Regions from separate parts of the Mus musculus genome. Here region 1 is linked to region 2. The links are chromatin contacts, called in public promoter capture Hi-C maps. All regions are on one chromosome and are shown on one strand. The core of a region is the stretch at or near the end of the contact, and the rest is flanking DNA. Distances in the headings are between cores, read along the strand shown. Region 1 holds the start of Zfp53 (zinc finger protein 53). Region 2 holds the start of Pdcd2 (programmed cell death 2).

Region 1 (6,468 bases), core at 3,906-6,405, 6.0 Mb before region 2:
GCAGCCATATTCTTCACCAAAATACCACAAAAAGAGTCTGTAGGCTACATATTGAAATTCTTCTCCACTGAAACCTCTTGGGCCAGAACTAATCACTCAGCAACAAAGTCTTCTATATTCCTACTAGGATAGTCCATTAAGCCCCACTTAAAGCATTCCACTGCAAATCCCAATATCCACATTCCTCCAAATAAAAACATGGTCAGGTCTCTCACAGCAGTATCCCAGTTCCTAGTACCAACTTCTGTGTTACTCAGGGTTTTACTGATGTAAATAGACACCATTACCAAAGAAACTCTTTTTTTCTTTTCTTTTCTTTTTTTTTAGACAGGGTTTCTCTGTGTAGCCCTGGCTGTCCTGGAACTTACTTTGTAGACCAGGCTGGCCTCAAACTCAGAAATCCGCCTGCCTCTGCTTCTCAGGTGCTGGAATTAAAGGTGTGCACCACCACTGCCCGGCTCCAAAGAAACTCTTGTAAGGACAACATTTAATTGTGGCTGGCTTACAGGTTCAGAGGTAAAGTCCATTATCCTCAAGGCAGGAGCACAGCATTATCCATGCCAGCATGGTGCAGGAGGAGGCTGAGAGTTCTACATCTTCATTTGAAGGCTGCTAGGATATAACTGGCTTCCAGCCAGCTAGTTCAAGGGTCTTAAAACCCACACCCATGGAGACACACTTCCTCCAATAAGGCCACACCTATACCAACAAGGCTATACCTCCTAATAGTGCCATTCCCTGGGTCAATCATAGTCAAACGACCAGACTTGATGTACCATGGGGTAGTGATAGTCCTCCTTATCAGAGGAGAAAGGGAGGAGAGGATGGGGGAAGGGGTATCACCTGTATGAGGGGGTACTTGGTGGAGGGGGGCTGATATTGGTTGTAAAGTAAATAAATAAATTAATTTTAAAAAAAAGAATGAGGTATATTATTGTGAAACTTGCTGTATATGTGAAAGTGATTTATATCTTCATTTCAAATAGCATTATATTTAAACTTCCCACAATAGCCTTCAGAGAATTAGAATTCTAAGAGAAACCCAGAATTTATATTGACCCAAAAATTTCCTGGGTACAAAACAACCTCAGGAAGTTGTTGAAATGCTTTAGCTATCCCAGTGTGATTACAGATCAGCCCAATGGAGTGGAGCAGCATACCTTGTACCTGCCCAATAGCAATGATCATGTGACTAAAACCAAAATCCCTCAAGCGCGGGTTGCAGACTAGACAGCCTCTTGAAACAGTGGTACTGGAAAAATTATCTATTCATCTATAAAAACATGAACCTGGGTTTAAGTCTCTCTTAGAATCACAGACCTTTATGTATGATCTGAAACAGTGAATATTGCAGAGTAACAAAAAGAGGAAAACACTTGATATAAGAACAGCGACTAACAAACAGTATTGTATAAAATGAAAAACATCCAGGGAAATAACAATAACTAAAAGTATAAAGAGACAGAATACACTGTAGACGCACTCGTTAGCTACCTATCTACAGAACAATGAATAAGAATTCAGAATCAATCAAAACATTAGAAAGGAAACAAATGATAATATAACCAATAAATAAGCAAACGAATTGAATCCTCCATGCTCAACAGCAGCTGAAGTGGCCAATATGTACCTATTAAAAAGCTCTACATTACAGGCTATAAGATCCTGTAAATTCAATATACAGAGATTCCAATTCTGTCTAGTCAGTGTCCACACTCCTGTTCCTAAACAATACCAAATGTATCTTTTCAGCAATTTCTTGAAATGTAAATGGATAACATTTCCTAAGCTAAAGATGTAAACAGTATTCAAAAAATTGAAAGCGGAAATTAAAATATTTTTTTCCTACCAAAAAATCCATTTCATATCTAAAGATACAAGATACTGAGCAACAATATATATGTGTGTGTGTATATATATATATACACACACACACATATATATATATGTATATATATATATATTTTTTTTTTTTCCAAGACAGCATTTCTCTGTGTAGCCATGGCTGTCCCAGAACTTATTTTGTAGATGAGGCTGGCCTAGAACTCATTGAGATCTGCCTGCCTCTTCCCCAAAAGTGCTAGGATTAAAGGACTGCACTACCACAATCTGGCCTAAAAAACCAATTCCTATTAAAACTAATTCCTATTAAAAACTCTATTTTCATATTTTACTAAAAATAAACCTATAGTACCAAGGAACAGAAAAGAGCCAGAAAGAAATATCTCACCTGGAGGTGATCTCAAAGTATATTAAAAATAGAGCAATGGAAATCACTTAGAGCTGTCAGGACAACAGACAATAGGAGATGTCCATGGGAAGACATAACAGACACAGTTTAATAGTCTGCAAATAATCTCTTGATTCTTTTTTTTTAATTCTTATCAAAAATCTCTTGATTCTTATCAAGAATCTCTTGATTCTTACCAAACCTCAGTTGGCATTATTTTCAGAATGAAGAAAATATAGAGAATGTGCTAGAATACCAAAAGATCAGAAATTCTTAAAACAATAAATAAACCTAGAGGCATTAGTTTTCATCATTCTATAATATATTAAAAACACTGAGATGAAAACTATTTAATATTGGTATGTAGACATGATCAGTGATGTACATGGAATAAGGACAGCATTATTCACATGCACAGTCAAATAAATTTTTATTTCCCTTCTAGTATCAGTTCTTCTGTAGAAAGTCTTCTCACTTCTAAAATAGATAATCCTGAATTATTTCTAGTGACACAGAATGTGGCAAAACTAATTTCATGACCCACTTCCACATTCACTTGAATTCCTTGCCATCACTTCACCAATCCTCCAACATACCTGGATCCTTAGCTACTGCCTCCTGTCTCTCCATCTTCCAGGTCTCTTTGTTCTGCTCCATAGGTGAGCTGGTCTGGGTGATCAGTGAGCCCTGCACATGAGAAAGAGATTCCTCAGAAAGCACCTGGATTTCTAACATGTGCTCAGTAGGTTAAGAGAAACGAAATTGAGGATTCTACAGTGAACCCTTCCCACTGTCACATAGTGTTGGAGTACTGAAAATATTCAAAAAAATATTTTCAGTTACCACAACTTGAACCACACGTCCAATCACAGCCCAGTTTAATCTCAGAGGCAGAAATGGACCTGAATGACTGGGATGAGAATATTATATACTAGTGAGGTTCTAAATTTATCCTGGATTAAAAATTATGGAAGCCTTATACTCACAAAGGAACACCCCAAAGAAGAGAAAGCATTTCCTGAAATCGGTCTTTGTTCCTGTGAGGATTTCACCTTACTCAGTAGAATGTGAGACTCATCCACAGAAATCTCACATACTTGCAGTCTAATTTGCCAAGAACCCAAAGGAGGAGCAAGGGAGACAGCAAGAAAACTATTTTCACCCACAGAAATCAGAGTTCCAATTCTGCAACATGCAGTCTGTACAGAGCCCTCTGAGCAGAGACCAGGCATTGCCCCTCCTCCTGGGAGAAGTCCAGAGTCACACCACTGATTGTCAACAGACCACAAAATAAAAGATAACAGTTTGAACATTCCTGCTGGTGCACAACTTTAATGTGAGCACTGAGGAAATAGAGGTGGGTAGAAATCTATGAATTCCAGTCCAGCCTGGTCTACAATGGTGACTTTTCCATAACAGTTTAGTCATGTGTCCATGGGCAGAATGCTTTTCTTGAACCATTAACAAAACAAGATTGCAGATATTTTCTGATGTAGATGAGTTATAATTATTCACAAGATTATTTCTAATATTGTCATATACTATAATTAATGCCTTTTAATTTTGTTTCATTCTCTCTGTCTCTTTCTTTTTGCTGCAAAACTGGGTTTCTCTGTGCAGCCTTGGGTTTCCTTAAACTCATTCTGTAGACCAGGCTGGCAAAGAACTCCACCTGCCTCTGCCTCTGGAGTGTTGGGAATATAGGTGTGTACCACCACCAAATGCTGTCTAACTGTGAAAACCCTGTAGCCTGATTCCCTCAAACAGCATACTGTGATTTTCCAGGCTCTAATTTGCAACATTAAGAACTCAGAAGAAGACAAAAAAAAATTTTTTTTGTCTGACTTGCCTGCCTTCCTTACTTTTTTTCTCTCCTTCCCTCCCTCTTATCCATCCTTCCTTCTTCCTTCCCCTTGTTTGTCTTGTTGTTGTATTTATATTTAAGTTTTTGGAGACAGGGTCTCACAATGTAGCTGTGGTAGTCCTGGAACTCACGATGTAGATCAGGTTGGCCTACAAACTCAGTGAGATCCATCTGTCTTTGTCTCCTGACTGCTGAGATAAAAGATGAGTGTCACCAAGCCTGGCGGCACCCTTTTCACAACGCTATATTTACATCACAGAGTGAATACACAGAGTTTTAGATGAAAAATTAATGGTGGATAAAACGTTGACTTTTAAAAGTTAATGTTTACATCCATACCTGTGGAACTCACAACAAATTGTACTCTTAATTAAATTTGCAGGTGTTCCTTTCATGACTAATATCTAGAAGCTTTCATGGAATCATAGTCCCTAGGTCCATATGCCACTCTCTTGAATAAGGAAGTGGTAGCACACGGAAGTTAGTATGGATAATCGAAAATCTCAAGAGCTTTGTCCTTTCCACCATAGCAAAGAGAACCGCGTTTGCAAATATCAACCGATAAATTTAAATGTTCTACTAGGTTATTCGTAGGAGAATATGTGGAGGGTAGAAGATCAATTAAAAATAGCACTATTCAGTCAATATTATTGAAAAATGTATCGACGAGGGTAAGACATCCAACAGCACAGTTTTGAGAGCTGTCATCTTTATGAGTTGCGGAGACATTGATCATGCTCTGCTCCACTCCCGCCCGTTCTGCAGCCCCGCAGCTCCTCTGACCTGGAAGGTTCCAGGGCCGCCAGGCTGCTGTTCCCGCCGCGGCGCTGCTGACTCTCCCAGGACGCCCCGCCTGGCACCTGTAGCTTTGGGGGTTCACGGGTCCCGCGAGACCCCGGCCGTGTGCTCTGCAGGCAAGTCTGCACCACGCGACTCCACACAGTGCAGACCCTAGGCCGGAAACGCGTTCTTAACACTTTAGGCTCTGACTATTTAGCCTCAATTCCTTAGGCTCACACACATTGCATCTCAGTATCCCTGCTGGTCACTCCTCTAAACTCGCCCACTCCACACCCTTCCTCTACACCCAGCCAATGTGTAACATCCTCCCATCCTCTGCTTCCGGGTGAGTGGCTCCGCCCCACGGAAATCAGTCCCTCCCACTCGGTCTCAGGCTTCCTCCCACAGATCCAGCTGTAAGGCTGACCTGGCCTTGATCTGCACGGTCTTCCCACCTGCTTGTTGCGAGCCTGGACCAGAACTGGATCTGATATGACGCAGCATCCCGGTATCTGACCCCCATAGTGAGTTCTGAACCCGTCAGATACAAAATAGGCATCCTAACACCCCCATTGGACTATGAGCCTCTGGGCCATATAATATATACCAAAGAGCAAAACAGGCTAAATTCAGATGCCAGAATGCCATCTATTAAAATGCAAACGTGAGAACTCAAAACCATATACTGCAATTTTGATTTGGGGAGAGACTTTTCAGGAACGTGGAACATAGTCTTCGTTTTAAAATAAAGAAAAATCCTACCTGATAAACAGCTTAAAGGAAGAAGCCATTGAAAAGTCCTACCCGCCTATGATGTCTATGAACCACATCAGTGGTCCCCAGTTACCTTTGCATAATTTTAGTTTAATATAAATTGCGGTGTTTTAAGATTTAAACTTCATTAAAAGCTTTTGCAAGTTTCTTAACTTTATGTTTCCATTACTTACACAGTTGTGATTTGTAAGTAGACCTCTGGGGAGTTAACATTTTCTTATACTATAATTGCATGGATTTTCAGAAAAACCAAGATGAAACAAATAATTGAGAAATCAGTAATCAGCTTTAGGGTGCAACTCAGAGTACATGTTTCTGTTTTTAAATATTTTTTCTCAGAAATTGATGAAGAAGAATTTAATGCACTCAGATTCACAATACTTGGGTAAACTAATGTACCATAATGAAGATTACTGTTTTGATGACCCAGACTTTGTAATATTAAAGGCTCCATTTAAAACATCAAAGGCCTTTTCTTTCTTTCCGGGGGGTGGGGGGAAAAAGAGAGAGAGAGAGAGAGAGAGAGAGAGAGATAGAATCACTAGATTCTTCAAAAGTTATTGATGTAAAGCAAATATTCTGCCAGATGTCAGAGTTTCTAGATGATTTGAGGCAGGTCTGCAGTGGACAGCTATTGCTTATTTCTTTCCTCCATTGTCTGAGTTCCACACACTGTTGTGTTTCTTAACTTTCCTTTTACAGTTATTCTCAAGTCAACTCTCTACAATGACTCCTGAGATCATTTACCAGAAGGGTATCAGTGTATCCTCCACTGAGAAGAAAATGAAGGATGTAATATGAATGAATACCTACATATAAG
Region 2 (6,179 bases), core at 1,565-4,064:
TAAGCTGCCAGGCTTTTGACTCAGGTCAGGAGGGTGAAGCTGGCCTTCTTGAAGTTTGAAACATTTATTGGTTAGCTATGGTCCCTCTCCGTATCTGCCTGCCTACCAGGGTGTTTGTCTAACTTGCAATCCCTCAGAAGCATTACAAGACATCACCTTTTTTTGTTTTTGAGACAGGGTTTCTCTTTGTTGTCTGGCTGTCCTGGAACTCAGTCTGTAGCTCAGGCTTTGAACTCACATATCCGCTCCCTCTGCCTCTCGGGTGCTGGCATTAAAGGTGTGCATCCCCACACCTCTTAATCTTTTACTTTACACCTGTGCTCCAGGACTTTGAGCTAAGCATGGCACCCCTCCCTCCACCCTCCCACCGAGGTCAAAGGTATTTATACCTTTCTTTTAAATTTTTATATAAATAGATGTTTTGTCTGCATGCATGTTTGTATGTTACTTGTATACCTGGTGCCCAAGAAGGCCAGAAGAGGGTGTTGCATCTCCTGGAACAAATTAGAGGTTGTGAGGCACCATGCAGGTTGAACCAGGTCCTCCAAAACAGCTAGTGCTCTTAACTGCTGAACCATCTCTTCGGCTCCCAGCTTTTCTTTTTAAAGGCAGGGCATCGTGGCCATGTCTTTATGTCCTGTTTATGTATTTTTTGCTTCTATACACTCGTGTCAGCAGAACACCTCCCTCTTGGTAAGAAACAGACAATTACAAAATAACTGTTCTAACCTCATAGTTTCTGCTTCTGTAAATATGGTTGCTCATGGGCCTTATTTATGTAGCTAAAATTCAATCCCATCTCACCTCACCCATTGCCTTTACTCACAGGCTAAACTCACCCATAACTCAGAAGGTAGAAAATAATGCTGGGCTATCTATAAATGTAAACTCTGCACCAGGGCTGAACTCCTCAGAGCAGTAGATTTATGTGTCTGCCAAGTAGGCTTGCCAACATAATAAAGACAAATTCTCCAACTTTCCGATGTAGTTTGGTCTCAAGGTCTGACTTATACAACACGTGGAAACACTGTGTCTGAAAGAAAAAGGGAAGTGGAGGAGGATTTAAAGTTACCTTAAATTGAGCAAGATCACAAGCATGCTCTTTAACTCAGCAAGTTCAGAAATAGGCTGACCCCTCTAAACTCCTCAGGAATGAAGCCTCCTATTTCACATAAATAAAATCTACTTGATTGTGTTGTTCAGCAAGGCCACTGATGTGCTCACTCTTCTGTCTTGGGTGGGCTTTATTTGGCTCTGCACGAACCAAGATGGGAACCCACTTCATTCAGTTCCATTACGAATATTGACGCAAAAACTACAGCTCTCACCTCAAAGGGAGTTAAAAGTTCATTCGGAGCCAAATTTGAATGATCGTAGCCCGGGAACATATATTCATGTCTTCCCAAGTACTATATGTTCCAGTGTGGAAGCACTTTCATGGAGTTTTTATAGTAACAGAACAAAAAGGAAATTTGAAATCAAGGTATTTTAACAATGAATGCATTTGTGGAAACATTAAGTAGTTACAGAGGAATCTCAGTACAGACCTGAGACACCATCTGATAGCATTGTTAGCCTTTTGATTGGTGGAGAATAGCATTTTGTTAATACAGTCCAATAGTCTTTATCTGTTTATCAAGGTGTTAGGTCTGACACAAAAGCGGCCACTAAGGTATCTTTAAGGGGCTAAAGACAACCCAAGAGAAATAGTACCATTTCTAAAGATTCTAAACTCTTCAAAGTCAAAAAGTTTTATTAGTTAACCAGACTTTGTAGACAGCTCCTTTCCAGGAATTCTTGTTTACACTAGCCAAAAAACCCACTGTTGTTTTGTCTTTACATCTTGCTTCCTGTCTAAATCCAACACACAGGGCAGCGAGTATGGGAGCACCCAACTGTGTGAAGCAGAGCGCTATGATTTACGTTTGTTTCGAGTGCTCCTCCTCAACTGTATCCGGTCATCTTTCTCCTCCACCCCAGTTTTGAACATCCTTTAACTGCATGAGGACAGGTTTCAAGGGTCTGTGTGGGTTCGCCCCCAACCTCAATTCTTCCACAGGAGAACAGAGCCTCCCTTTGAAAGAGAAGATAAAAATAGCAAACTTCAACATTAATTATGATTGGCGACATTACTTAGGATGTATTCAGTTTCATAAAACTAAGATAAGAGAATAAGAAACTCTCTGTTCTGAGATAACAGAATAACCTAAACTGCTAACTTCTGCTTTGGGAAGCCTACTTGCCCCTTTCTCTTCCAAAGGAAGCACGCATTTGTTCTCCCTTAAGAAGTGACCACCACCAATATCCACTTAGCAAGTTCCATTTGCTAGAGAAACTGTCATAATAAAAATCTGAAAATTCAGCTTCTGTAAAACTTGCTCAGCTCCGGGAAAAACCTCTTTTGAAGCAGAGATTTTAAAAGACCACTCTAAGATAATCACAAAGATTATGACAATATCTAACGGCATAAACCATGAAATGTTTCTGATCCGGGCTGAGTCTCTTACCCAATAGCGAAAGGCTACAGCTGCGAACTAATTAAAGTTTGTCTTTTGTCCCCGAGTGCTGAGAATGCCCCCACTTCCCTCACTCCAACCTGAGGATCTACAACCGACACCCTAATCTCAGAGGTCTGAAGAGCTTCCGGCCTTCGGATCCCCAGAAACAGTGACAGTTCGATGGAGGTAGTCTTGCTCACCAGCGTCCTTTATTCACTTTTGCTTCCTGCCTATAGGGTTACCTCCAGTCCGGTCCCAGCTCGAGATCTGACCCCGCCTCCCGCCTTCCGGCCTAACACGTGACCGCCCTCTTCCGGCCTGGTGGCAGAGTCCTGCTGCGAGCATGGCTGCAGCCGCCCCTGGTCCTGTGGAGTTGGGCTTCGCCGAGGAGGCACCGGCCTGGAGGCTGCGCAGCGAGCAGTTTCCCAGCAAAGTGGGCGGGCGGCCCGCGTGGTTGGGCTTGGCGGAGCTGCCGGGGCCCGGGGCGCTGGCGTGTGCGCGCTGCGGCCGCCCGCTCGCCTTCCTGCTGCAGGTGTACGCACCGCTGCCGGGCCGGGACGACGCCTTCCACCGCAGCCTCTTTCTCTTCTGCTGTCGCGAGCCGCCGTGCTGCGCCGGCCTGCGAGGTGAGCGGCCGCCGGGACAGGACCCGGGCGAGGGTTGCCACGGGGGCTGAACCCTGGACGTAGGACGATCGGTTGGCGCGAGTGGTTGTATTCAGGTACCGGAATTGTCTTAGAATCGTGTCCCTTTCATCCTGGGCACGGACTCCTTAAAGCCAATTTCTCTTGTCAGACGGAACTCTTCCCGGGTTTAAAAGCTCTTTAGCTTTTATTTTTATTCCCTTTCATATAAAAACCGCCCCCCCACCCCGAAAGCAAAAACCTTAGGTTTTCCTTAAATGAGGTTTTATGAGGTGAAGCACCGAAAACGGTTCAAATGTTTCAATTATTTTGTTTCACGGAAAGATAATCTCACGTACCCCTTTCTCCTCTTCATTTCAGTTTTTCGTAATCAGCTACCAAGGAACAACGCATTCTACTCCTATGAGCCCCCTTCTGAAACAGAAGCTTTGGGTACGGAATGTGTGTGCCTCCAGCTCAAGTCTGGAGCCCATCTCTGTCGGGTTTGTGGTTGCTTGGCCCCTATGACATGCTCTAGGTGCAAACAGGCACATTACTGCAGCAAGGAGCATCAGACATTAGACTGGCGGCTGGGACACAAGCAGGCTTGTACACAGTCAGGTAAGACAACTTAGCCTTACCGTCTCTGTCAACTGAGGTACTCCAGTTTCTGGTTAAACTTGAAATTAGAAAACATACTTTAAAAGTTTTAGGAACTGGTAACATGAACACTTCGCTAATCTAAAACACAACCAGCTTTATTTTTTTATTAGATATTTTCTTTATATACATTTCAAATGCTATCCCGAAAGTTCCCTATACCCCCCCCCCCCCCCCCAGCCCTGCTCCCTTACCCACCCACTCCTGATTCTTGGCCCTGGTGTTCCCCTGTACTGGGGCATATAAAGTTTGCAAGACCAAGGGGCCTCTCTTCCCAGTAATGGCCGACTAGGCCATCTTCTGCTACATATGCAGCTAGAGACACGAGCTCTGGGGTACTGGTTAGTACAACCAGCTTTATTAACAGGTAGTATTATTAAGAGTAGTTAACCGTGGTCATGCAAAAAGCGTTACAATCACATTCATGCATCCCTGATCCGAATAATGAATTCTTAATTGTTCAGTGTCTTTGTAGACTGTATCTCTCCACTTTATTCATGCTTTTGTTGGTGTAAACAGATCTTTAGTGTTAGGTATTGTGTATAATATCTAATACTTAAGAACAAGCAAGTGCTAACAGTTGTTACTCAGCTCGTAGTGGTGGTGCCTATCTGTGGTCCTGGCACTCGAGTGCCAGCTGCAGGAGGATTTGGAGTTAGAGGGCAATCTAGGCAACATAGTAAGAGCCTGTCTACTGACAATAAGCCATGTTATATATGTAGCAGTGTCACACACACATTTACTGTCTATTACTTCATGTGATGGCTTGTATGAGGTTACATAGTGATTGCCCTATTCCATAGCAGCTCTGATGTTCAACTGTGATGAATTCACTCAACAACACAGGTCTCAGAACTTAACGTCTTAGAAATGGGAAAATTTTAGGTCCTCAAAACTCAATGTTTATTAATGATGCTAATAACTTTATTGTAGACAAAATAGACCATATGGTTCCAGACCACAACTTCCTGTTTCCAGAATTTGAAATTGTAACAGAAACAGAAGATGAAATTTTGCCTGAGGTTGTGGAAATGGAGGATTATTCTGAAGTTACAGGAAGCATGGGTAAGGAGTCTGTGCATCAATTTTACAGTACTATGACCAAATATACCTTAGGGGGAAAACGGCAGGGAGGAAAGGCACCATCAGTGTGTATCTGTGGTGAGGCAGAGAACGTCTTGGTAGAAGATTATAGAGCCTAAGTCACTACAGAACGTCTGACAAGAGAGGTCCTTTGTAATGTAGTCTTTTAGCTCCACTTTCACATACATCCTTTGGCTACTTCCTCTAGAGTCCATGCTTTGGGGCTGTGTCTTTGTTGGCCCACACAGGTGCTGATCATCAGTCCAGCATTCACCCTGCCTCAAGATTGCTTATTCATGGGCTCAAACACCCAGCGACACACTTTGCCTCATGCTTCCAGTGAACAAACTGAAGTTCTAGGTATCCTGTGTTTGAACAAAGAACTTAGATCTTACTCTAGAATCTGAACTTTTAAACCATAAAGTCAGGTTTATAGAACTAAATTAGAGTCTCAGTTTATGGCCTCATTTGCAGGAAGAATGGTACCCAGTCATCAGGGGGAGGGCTTATTCTCAGAAGGGAGACCATAGAAAGCTTAGCCAAGTAAAACGTCTTGTGACTGACACAATAATGAAGGACTGGAGAGATAGATCAGAGGTTACAAGCAATTACTAGTCTTGCAGAGGACCTAGGTTTGGTCCCTAAAACCTACATGGCACTTTTCTAACTCCAGATCCAAGTGCTCTCTTCCGGCCTTGACGTGCACATACATACTTACATACATTTCTGCAAAATATTCTCTCAGAACACATGTGCCATAGGAACTACCTGGACGTAACTACACTGTCTGCTCACGCGTGTACTGTTGCTCATGTTTTTACAATTGGTAGTCATGAAAGTGTTTTCCTTCAGAAAGGATGTTATTGGGAGGGCTGGTGTACTCAAGAGTTGAGTGTAAGACTCAGCAATCATCTATATAAGTAATCATTATATAAGACGCAACCCTAAAAGTGTTTGAATTACAGAACTACTTAATCCAAGCCAGTGACTTGACAGTAGATTCCTAGTAAAATATATTCCATGAATGAAGAAAAAAGCTGAAAAAGTTAAATGCACATGTTTTTCTTTCAGTTTGAGACAGATTCTCATGGAGGCCAAGCTGGCCTTGAACTGTCTTCTGCTTCCACTTCCAGAGTGCAAATATTACAGGTCTTAGTTACATCATTTTATACCTGACTGCTGTTATTTTACTGAGTAAATTTATGTATTGGGTCTGGGAAAAGAGTAGTACAGATTTGCAAAAAGATGAAGGTCTGAATTTATATTGGAAGATGCCGGCAACTACATTTATCTACAACAAAGATTTAGAAATAAT

Evidence for each region. Promoter capture Hi-C pulls out the DNA fragments that hold promoters and counts their contacts.
Region 1: a contact with region 2 is called in a promoter capture Hi-C map of pre-B cells. The contact joins the promoter of Zfp53 here to the promoter of Pdcd2 in region 2.

The regions. Positions count from the first base shown.
Region 1 is chr17:21,487,675-21,494,142 of GRCm38.p6, reverse strand. Zfp53 (zinc finger protein 53) reads right to left here and starts at 5,155. Exons shown (of 5, transcript NM_013843.3): 1 at 4,878-5,155; 2 at 2,827-2,917. The coding sequence starts at 2,887.
Region 2 is chr17:15,523,936-15,530,114 of GRCm38.p6, reverse strand. It overlaps Pdcd2 (programmed cell death 2), which reads left to right and starts at 2,814. Exons shown (of 6, transcript NM_008799.2): 1 at 2,814-3,124; 2 at 3,503-3,742; 3 at 4,715-4,846. The coding sequence starts at 2,842.